2 separate regions of the Mus musculus genome follow, and region 1 is linked to region 2. The links are chromatin contacts, called in public Hi-C maps. All regions are on one chromosome and are shown on one strand. Each heading gives the region's core, a stretch centred on a gene start, on an enhancer-like site or on the middle of the called end of the contact. The rest is flanking DNA. Distances are from core to core; before and after follow the strand shown.

What was found. Hi-C and Micro-C count contacts between places; a contact is called where the count stands out from the background.
Region 1: a Hi-C map of epidermal suprabasal cells shows a contact between it and region 2, with 4 times the contacts expected there. The contact joins the promoter of 9230102O04Rik here to the enhancer-like site in region 2. A contact is called at or near these places in 9 of 39 promoter capture datasets (the 3T3-L1 cell line, 3T3-L1-derived adipocytes, cranial neural crest and 4 more), 3 of 484 Hi-C or Micro-C datasets (the HPC-7 cell line, epidermal suprabasal cells and group 2 innate lymphoid cells), 9 of 115 datasets of contacts at active chromatin or transcription factors (the SCID.adh cell line, T-cell acute lymphoblastic leukemia, craniofacial prominence and 6 more) and 4 of 9 other capture datasets (adipose tissue, embryonic stem cells, liver and 1 more).

What each region holds. Positions count from the first base shown.
Region 1 is chr2:9,887,035-9,891,224 of GRCm38.p6, forward strand. 9230102O04Rik (RIKEN cDNA 9230102O04 gene) reads right to left here and starts at 2,506. Exons shown (of 4, transcript NR_040511.1): 1 at 2,178-2,506; 2 at 557-633. It also overlaps a transcript of Gata3 not described here.
Region 2 is chr2:9,284,670-9,288,750 of GRCm38.p6, forward strand. No RefSeq gene overlaps it. Among named protein-coding and RNA genes, the nearest start is that of Gm13219, 66 kb to the right of the region's middle. Within about 2 kb of position 1,377, at least 5 of the 459 cell types and tissues checked have an H3K27ac peak or open chromatin away from gene starts, as enhancers often do. A contact at or near this core is called in epidermal suprabasal cells and group 2 innate lymphoid cells, where this site is marked.

The sequences.
Region 1 (4,190 bases), core at 1,256-3,755, 600 kb after region 2:
TACCAACCACCAGCTACCCTGGGGGGCTGCCAGACGTTGACACATCTGGGCTCCAACTTTGTCTCCCAGTGCACGTTTCTTCAATGATATGCAGACAATGAGCCTAACCATGTAAGGCTCGTAAAGCAGGGAAAGGTAAACATGGCATTGACACTTGGGCACTGCAGCCACCTTTAGAGAATGCTCTGTCCTGGGTAGATGGGCTAGCTCCTCTAATGTCCTGTTCTCCTGACAGTGAAAAGCATCTACGCAGAGCTCTTCCCAAGCATTCTAGCAGCTCTTATTACCCCCCATTCAGTTTTTCTTTGCACCCCAAGTTCTGCTAGCTCCTTCTTCCAAACAAGGGCATCCACACACTTCCACACCATGATCACCCAAGGTCACTGCAGAAAGCCAAAGACTTCCAGTGCCCAGAAAGAACAATAAAGGGCTGGGGTCTGGTTCACTTTCTTTCAGAGGCAGCTATCCCCATGGCGGAGACCTCCTCTTAATTCTCGCCATGGGAATCAAGGAGAAGGATAACAGAGGAAAAGGAGATAGCTATGTACTCACTGACCAGGGCAGCTCTCTCCTGAAGGCCAGCTGGTTTGGTTTTTGTTTTTTTGTTTTTTTTCCACCCGCCTTGCTGGAGATCTGAAGGTAGAAATGACAGGCAGACTTCACTGTTGCTGACGCTCCCACAGCAGCGGCGGCTGCTTCACTGCATCTCAGCCAGGCTTCCAGCCAGAGGTAAAACCTGGCTGATGTGAATCCTTGCTAAGAGCCCCCTCCCCTCTGCCTCCCTTGGCTCAGTGTAGACAGCAGAGCTCTTCCGGGTTGCAAAGGGGTAGGAGGAGGGGGGAGGAGGAAAGAAGGAGGGGGAGGGAGGGAATGAATACCATCCCCTTTTGCAAACACACAAACCGCACATCAGAGGTGTGTGAAACTGAGTTGGACCGGGTGGGCAAGAAACATTGCCTGAAATGTGACCTGCTCCTGGTGCCTACAAAGCCAGCCCACTGTCTCCAGACCGGGTTGGAATTAACACTATAAATGACACTGCCCTGTGGAATGGGCCATTATCATAGGCACAAACGTGTTTGAAGCATTTTCTTCTCACTTTTGAACAAATGGTTCAATAAGAGGTTCTATGGGCACGGTCAGGAGTGAACATCGTATGAAGAGCTAACAAACTAGTAAGCCTTCAAAAGTGTTTTCTTTCTCTCAAGGTTTGGGTTTATACGGGCACCCCCATTCCCAAAAGTAGTCTCTTTGCCTTTACTTCACACCACTGCTGCAGCGGCCACCACCACCCTTTAGTCGGGATTAGTAAAATAGAATTTGAATGTTTTTGGCTGGACTTGATTGCTGCTGTCTAATCCAGGCATAGAAGAATATTCATCAGAGTTAAAAGGATCCTATGGGTCCCAATTGTCTTAAATTATTTCATGAGGAAATTTTATTTTTGAGGAGAAAAATAAAAAAATAAAAACAGGAACTAGAAGCAGTCAAGGGAAAATTCTATAAAGGAAATGAAGCTGTTTGCCCTACCCAGGACCCAGATAACTGCAGTGTCCTGCTTGGAGTAAACACACACACACACACACACACACACACACACACACCTTCCCATTCCCATCCAATAGCAAGGGCATCTGAATCATGTACCAAGAGAATCTACCACGAGTACATTTCAGCTAGAGTGAAATGAAACCCTTCAAACACCGAGGTAGAAAAGGGTCAGGGTCCATTTGTTTTGGCAGGTTGAATTTTCCCTTCACAATATTTTTGCAAAAAAAATATGGAGGCTGACTTTTAAAATAAATATATCCTTGGGGAGAAATAAAACAAAGTTTTGTCCGTGGCTGAACCATGAAGTCAATAAGTTGGGGCTGCTCCAACCGGTTGGGTAGAAAGAGGTGACTCAGTGTTCAGCTTTGGGGTGGTCAACTCCTGGGAGAAGGAGACCGGTCAGAGCCTACGGAACTGTTGAGGTGGGGCGGAAGACAGAGGAGAAAGGAGAAGCTGGGAGTCCCGAAAGTGTTAGTCGGCACCCGTGGAGTGGCGAGAGCTACCGGGTGATGGATGTCACGTTGCAGAGTGGGTGATACCAGGATAGGCACGCTTTTCTCCTAGATACTGTCAGCGACCTGTCTCTACCTCCACAAACCTGAAATTCTTTCCATTTAGACACCAACCCGTCTGCGCCTCGGCGGGGCGTCCTCTGGGGTGCGATGAACCCAAGAGTGGAGCAAGCTGAGAACACCATTTGCCAATCTGGCAAAAGGAAAGAAGGGGATCTTCTGGTCCATTGGGGAACCCGGAAGAACCATCTTCGCCAAAGCAATCCTGCCAGTCCCCAGCCCTGTCGCTCCAGCTCTCCGCCACCAAGTGGCAGAGTCACACTCTCCAGTAAGCTGTGAGGACTAGGCTGGAGCCATGCTCTTAACAACCTATGCCCAACCTGTTGCCCTAATGCACCCTATGAACTGTCCAGGAAAGCCGTGGGTCCTGGGAAGATGTGACTGGCTTCCGGGAAGCGTAAGAGACACAAGTACCCTTCCTCCTTACGCGCGACTGGATGGGGGCTGGAGCAGAGACCAGAGAGGCACGCATGTGCCCACGTGACTACAACAGTTGATCCTCCCAATCCCCTGCACCCAGCGGTATCTAGATCTCACTTCTGGGTCTCGCGGGCGGGTGGGGCTTTTTACGGTTTCCCCATGCTTCCCATTCACTTCCCATTCAATGCTTCTTGTCCCCCTTTAAGGTCCCTGCTGTCCCTCCTCCTCTTTCTCCTTACCTTCAACAAGTTCGCCTCCAATTTGAAAGCCTCTTTTTCCTTAGAATGTACGTCCTATAGGGGCACTTCCGAACCAAAGCAGACTTTCTTCCCTCTCCCACTCCTCTTACTAAAGCTCCCTCGCGAGCACCTTCTGTCCCCCAGGTCTCCTCGGGTCTGCTCTGCCGGCCTCGCCGCGCTCCTTCCCTTCTGCCGACACCGGCTCCGGATTGAACACTGCTCTAAAACGTAAAGAGCTGTGAAAATGCGGTCGCGTGCCCCACCCCCAACCCCGTCATTGCTCCCAAAAGTCTTAACTGGAGGAAGTTGGGCTTCCAAAGAAACTTGGAGGCTAAAAAAGAAAATCCTAAGAACTACAGTGGTCTGGCTGGGGCTAAAGGCATGATCTGATTCTCTTAACAGACAGAAGGGTGGACAGGGGAGTTGGGGGGCGGGGGGGGGGAGTATTGAAGTGGGAAGGGAATGAGGTAAAGAGAGAGGGTCCAGCGCAGTAGCACCCCTTTAATAGATTGCCCTGTCCTCAGCACTCCGGAGGCAGAGGCAGGTGGGTCTCTAGCTGGTCAGCCTGGTGTACAAAGCAGGACTGAGAACCCCTGTGTCGAAAAGGAAAACAAAAAGTGGAGATGAAGGGGGAAGTGAGGGAAAGGCTCTGAGGCATTTATTCCTGATTACTGGACATCGCCTGAGCACAGTACAAGGATAGTGCTCTAAGAAACCACGAGTCGCTGTCTGATTTTACAACGGAGTTGCTTTCCGGTTGAAATTTCAATTTCTGTCTCTGTCTCTCTCTTTGTCTCTGTCTCTGTCTGTCTGTCTCTCTGTCTCTGTCTGTCTGTCTGTCTGTCTGTCTCTCTCTCTCTCTCTCTCTCTCTCTCTCTGTGTGTGTGTGTGTGTGTGTGTGTGTGTGTGTGTGTGTGTGACAAGAAATGACATTGCCTCATTCAGTGGTGATAACAGTAGTTCACGCCAGGGTTGCTGGAAGCTGCCCTGAGAACAGGACGGTCCCATCACTAATTTTAGGGAGTGTTTTCATTGAGGATGTTTGTGTGTTCTCTGGACACATAGATCACAAAGACACAGGCCAGTTCACAGCCACGGAGACATAAAGACTTCCCTGTTGGTTGCTTGCACCTGTGCCCTTTCTAGTCCAGCTACCTCGGGTTTTTCTGACTCCACTTCTCTTGCACGGAATAACCACTGAACCATGGAATAATTGCTGATCTGAACTATTTCATTTCTGTTTGGGGTAGAAATGGGACCAAGAGACAGAGGTCATTCCTCACTGGTGAGGACTGTGAGCTGAGCTACCGAGGGAGACAGTGTGGAACCCTGGGCCTGGGGATACATATTGGCTGTGGATGGTTCCTGGAAGCCATTGTGCTCTCCTAATGGCCACCATCGCCAGCTA
Region 2 (4,081 bases), core at 127-2,626:
TGACTTACTGAACTATTTTTTAAAAGCAAGATTATTCTAAATACATCTCAAATGACAAGGCCTGGTCCAAACTGGGAGCAAATTTGGTTTAAATATTTTTTATGAACATGTGCAATTCTCTTTTAGTGGAAACTCTGAGGATAATTCTCAGGCCACATGTTTAGGTTGCTAGAGAAAGATGCGTAACTTACTCAAGCTCATATGCAGCGGCATATAGGACTCCAATTAAAATAATAAGTGAAATAACATGAGGTAGCATATTTTGTTGAAATTTGATACTTCTCGACCTTATTTTTTTCACTAACTTAAAAATTACCTGAAAATAAATCTACATGCAGTAGCATCATTAAAAATAAAAAAAAAAAACCATCTGAGGCCAGAGAGAGTAAGAGCACCTACTGCTCATGTTTGAGGACCCAAATCTCACTCTTCAGCATCACATGATAGGTCAGGCGTGGCTGCCCAGTCCTCTAACCACAGGGAAGGGGGAATCCCAGGGTAAGGAGAATCCCAAGAGCTTAGGGGCCAGTCAGCAGAGTGGTAACAGGGATCTTTCTGGCTGAATGAGAGATCCTGTCTCAAGGTAATATGCTGCAGACCTAGAGTTGAAAACAACCCATGTTTTCCCCTAGCTTCTACATAAGGGATCATGAAATTGCATAATTATATGTTCATATAAATATACTCCCCCCCCATAGACACATACACAAGTTCACTATAACACCAATCATCTTCTAAGAATTTATTTGACACCAAAGGAAAAATGTCCCAATCGTTTTAAACACCTAATCACAAACATGTTTGCCATTCCAGGACTGAATAGAGGATAGCAACTCCTCTATGAAACTGATGTAATGAAACCTACTACTATGCTTGCTAATTTAAAAATTGAACAAATTTTAAAAATAATTTAATTGGTAAGGCTGAGTTTGTCTTCTTACAGTAATACCTTTTCCTCAGCAAAACATTATGTAAGGCATATATTTTCATGATATTTTTCTATTTGATCCATTCAAAATGCCCCATTAAATATAAGCTTGAAAACAATACCTTGCCCAAGTTTGTACCATTGGGGCAAAGTTCACTAATGCTTCACAAAACTTCACGTAATTAAACACACCACCACACCTCGGCCTGCACTGTAATGATCACAATGTCTCGCAGACGTTTTTTTAATGAGTTTGCACTTTGCTGTACCCCCTCGTATATTTTCCTCTCCTTGCAGGCACGGGAGATGAAATTGTGATCAACATTATGAAATTGGATCACAATTATGACTTTAATCAAAACAAACCCAGCCTCATGCCATAGGTGTGGAAATCCGTTTGCTCTGCTCTCCTATTGCAGTCTGATTTTGTAATCAGCGCTGTCAGCCAAATACAGGGTGTAAATTATATGGCAAAATGAGAAGGCATGTTCCATCCTATGCCGTTGCCAGGTATGCTTCATATTTAGATATAAACAATGAGAGAAATTCACATTTCACAACAGTTGAGTCACAGCTGCCTCTGTGAACACTTGTTTATTTGCAGTTTCTCGTGATTTTTTACTCAAGATGCCTCTGGTGTGGGGTCTTCCTTCACATTTAAATTATTGCACATGCTTGTTTGATTCATTACCATGGAGTCATTGAACAAAACCCTTCCCATTGATTAAGTCTTTATCAGCTGCTCATCATGCACAGAGTAAAGTCTGGCCTGGAAGAGAAGAGGACGCAGGCAAGCTGTGGTCATGAATGTGGCTGAGCTCATTCATCTCATGCCCGGGTCCAGGGTCAACAACTGTGAGTTGTCGGCTTTCAGATATCAGAACTACATACTAGGTACCCTATTTGCCCCACAGAGACCTATTTCTCAGCACTGTGTCCAAGGATTGTCTAGGAAGCGATCAGAAGCTAACCAAATATTTCTCTCATCTATCATGATAGGCCAGACTAGAAAACCTTAAGGTGACCTTGTGATGACATCTTAACTAATGAAAGGATTCCTTGACAAGTCCGTGGATTGCTTTTAATTTCCCCATTAAAGCATTAGAACATTTTAAGAAGAGTTTTGCATTTCCGCACACTGAAAACAACGGAGGTGTGGCGGTAATTCACCGTGCTGAGGACCCTGGCCGTTTTCATTACACTGTCATTGTTTCTCACACTCGCTTACTTTCTGCAGTTTTAAAAGAGGTGTCCCATGTGATTAAGAGAGAGAATATCCATAAAATAAGTTTAGCATTTTCATTCAGAGCAACTAACTGACCCTCTGAGCGCCATGATGGAGACACCCAAAGGCGCTACTACTGTCAGACTAGAATTTTTATGTGAAATATTCTCCTGTTTTATTCTCCAGCTCTTTTCTAGCCTAGAAAATACATCTATTAATATACAATCGCTTAAATTGCCTTCTTAGTTTAATAATAATCACAAATTAATGGTGTGTAGTCACATGTCCATTTTCTTGGGGGAAAATAACCATATGCTTCAATAACTAAAACTTCTATTTCCACAAACTAATTAAAAGGCCTTGTGGCACAGTAATCAGAAAAACAGGTGTTTCATTTAGTTTCTCTCCCTTCAAGGTTGAATAACTGCAATTCAGACTTCCCCACAATTCCTTTAAAGTCAAAGAAAAGTCACACAGCCCTACTTGGCCTATCAGATGACAATGTCCTTCTGTTCCACCCCAGAATTTTGATGGAATATAAATCATAGAAAGTACACTGTTTTTATAGGACAACATGTTAAATTATGAGTGTTATTTTTCACAGCAGATTTTTAGCTCCCCCAAAGAAAAGCGATGCCAAAGTGCTTATTTTTCTCCTTGATAAACTGAGAATATGAGTATATATAAAATATCCATATATTGAATCTTCAAAGAGACGTGACTCTCTGTAAAAGATATGCTCCATTCCTAACCCAGAAATAACTATCTTATCAAAACCACATCTCTAAGGCCAGATCTCCTGAGTTCAGGGTGCATTACGCACTTTATAAGGCACACAGTAACTTTTGGAAGGCTTCAGCCTTCCTCCTGCCGTTAATTATTTAGACTCTGACATATTGCAATAAAACATTTCATCAAGCACTCCAGTCCAGGGAACGATAGGCATCAACACTGTATTGGTAATGCAAAATAAATGGATCGGGGTTGAAAATAATGAGTTTGGTGGATTACATCTGTCACTGTGAATTATTATTGTTGAACATAATAGGGCAGAGCACTACAAAAATAAAGCGTGTCTTCTCTAGTTAAAGGTGAGACAACCACCTCTAATGAGATACAGAAGTTCAAGTGTGAGTTATTAATTATGTACACAAAAGGTTTATCGGCTTGCCCAATCTTACATTTTTGTATGTATATAACGATAGAACAGAAAGTTCCCATTGCTAAAGCTGGTGATAGTTCACAGCAGTCTCTTGCCAGAAACTGGAGAAGACACTCTGCTTGGCCATAGTCGACCGTGCAAGGGGAAAAAAAAAACTGAATGTGTGACGAAGCACCAGCCCAGCAGACCCTCAATTGGCTCTGTTCTGGCCACCAGCTTGCTCTATGATGCATGTTTCACTTGTAAGAGCATTGCCTTTACCAAAGCACCTTTGAATTCAACATTGGATTTCATATAGTTTTTACTCTGTACATAATAGGTTTTTAATTGGCTGAATTTGGTATCTTGATCATTCTATAGCTAGAAAGCTTGAGGGGGCCTTCTGTGAAGAATAATCCAAGCTGCCTCTCAGTAAAGCCCTCATTAGTGGAAAGAAGTCAATGTCTGTTATTCAGGAGAATACTTGAGGCAATACTTGATTTCATTAGCTCATGCGGCCTCCTCAGAGCAGGAGGAAACACAAACCACCATGCCTGAAAAAATAGTCTTTTGCAAAATTGTGACCAGAAAACTCTATATTCTTGACCAACTATTATAAATACTTTAGTGTATATGTTCATTATTACTTTAGGGAGCATATAATATTCTGCAACAAACTCATCGTTTGATAAACGTATTTGTTGCTATACTGTTAAATTAATTCTAGGAATTTTAAATGTATTTTTATGTATTTGTGTGAAATATATGCTGGATGCATGTGTGTATC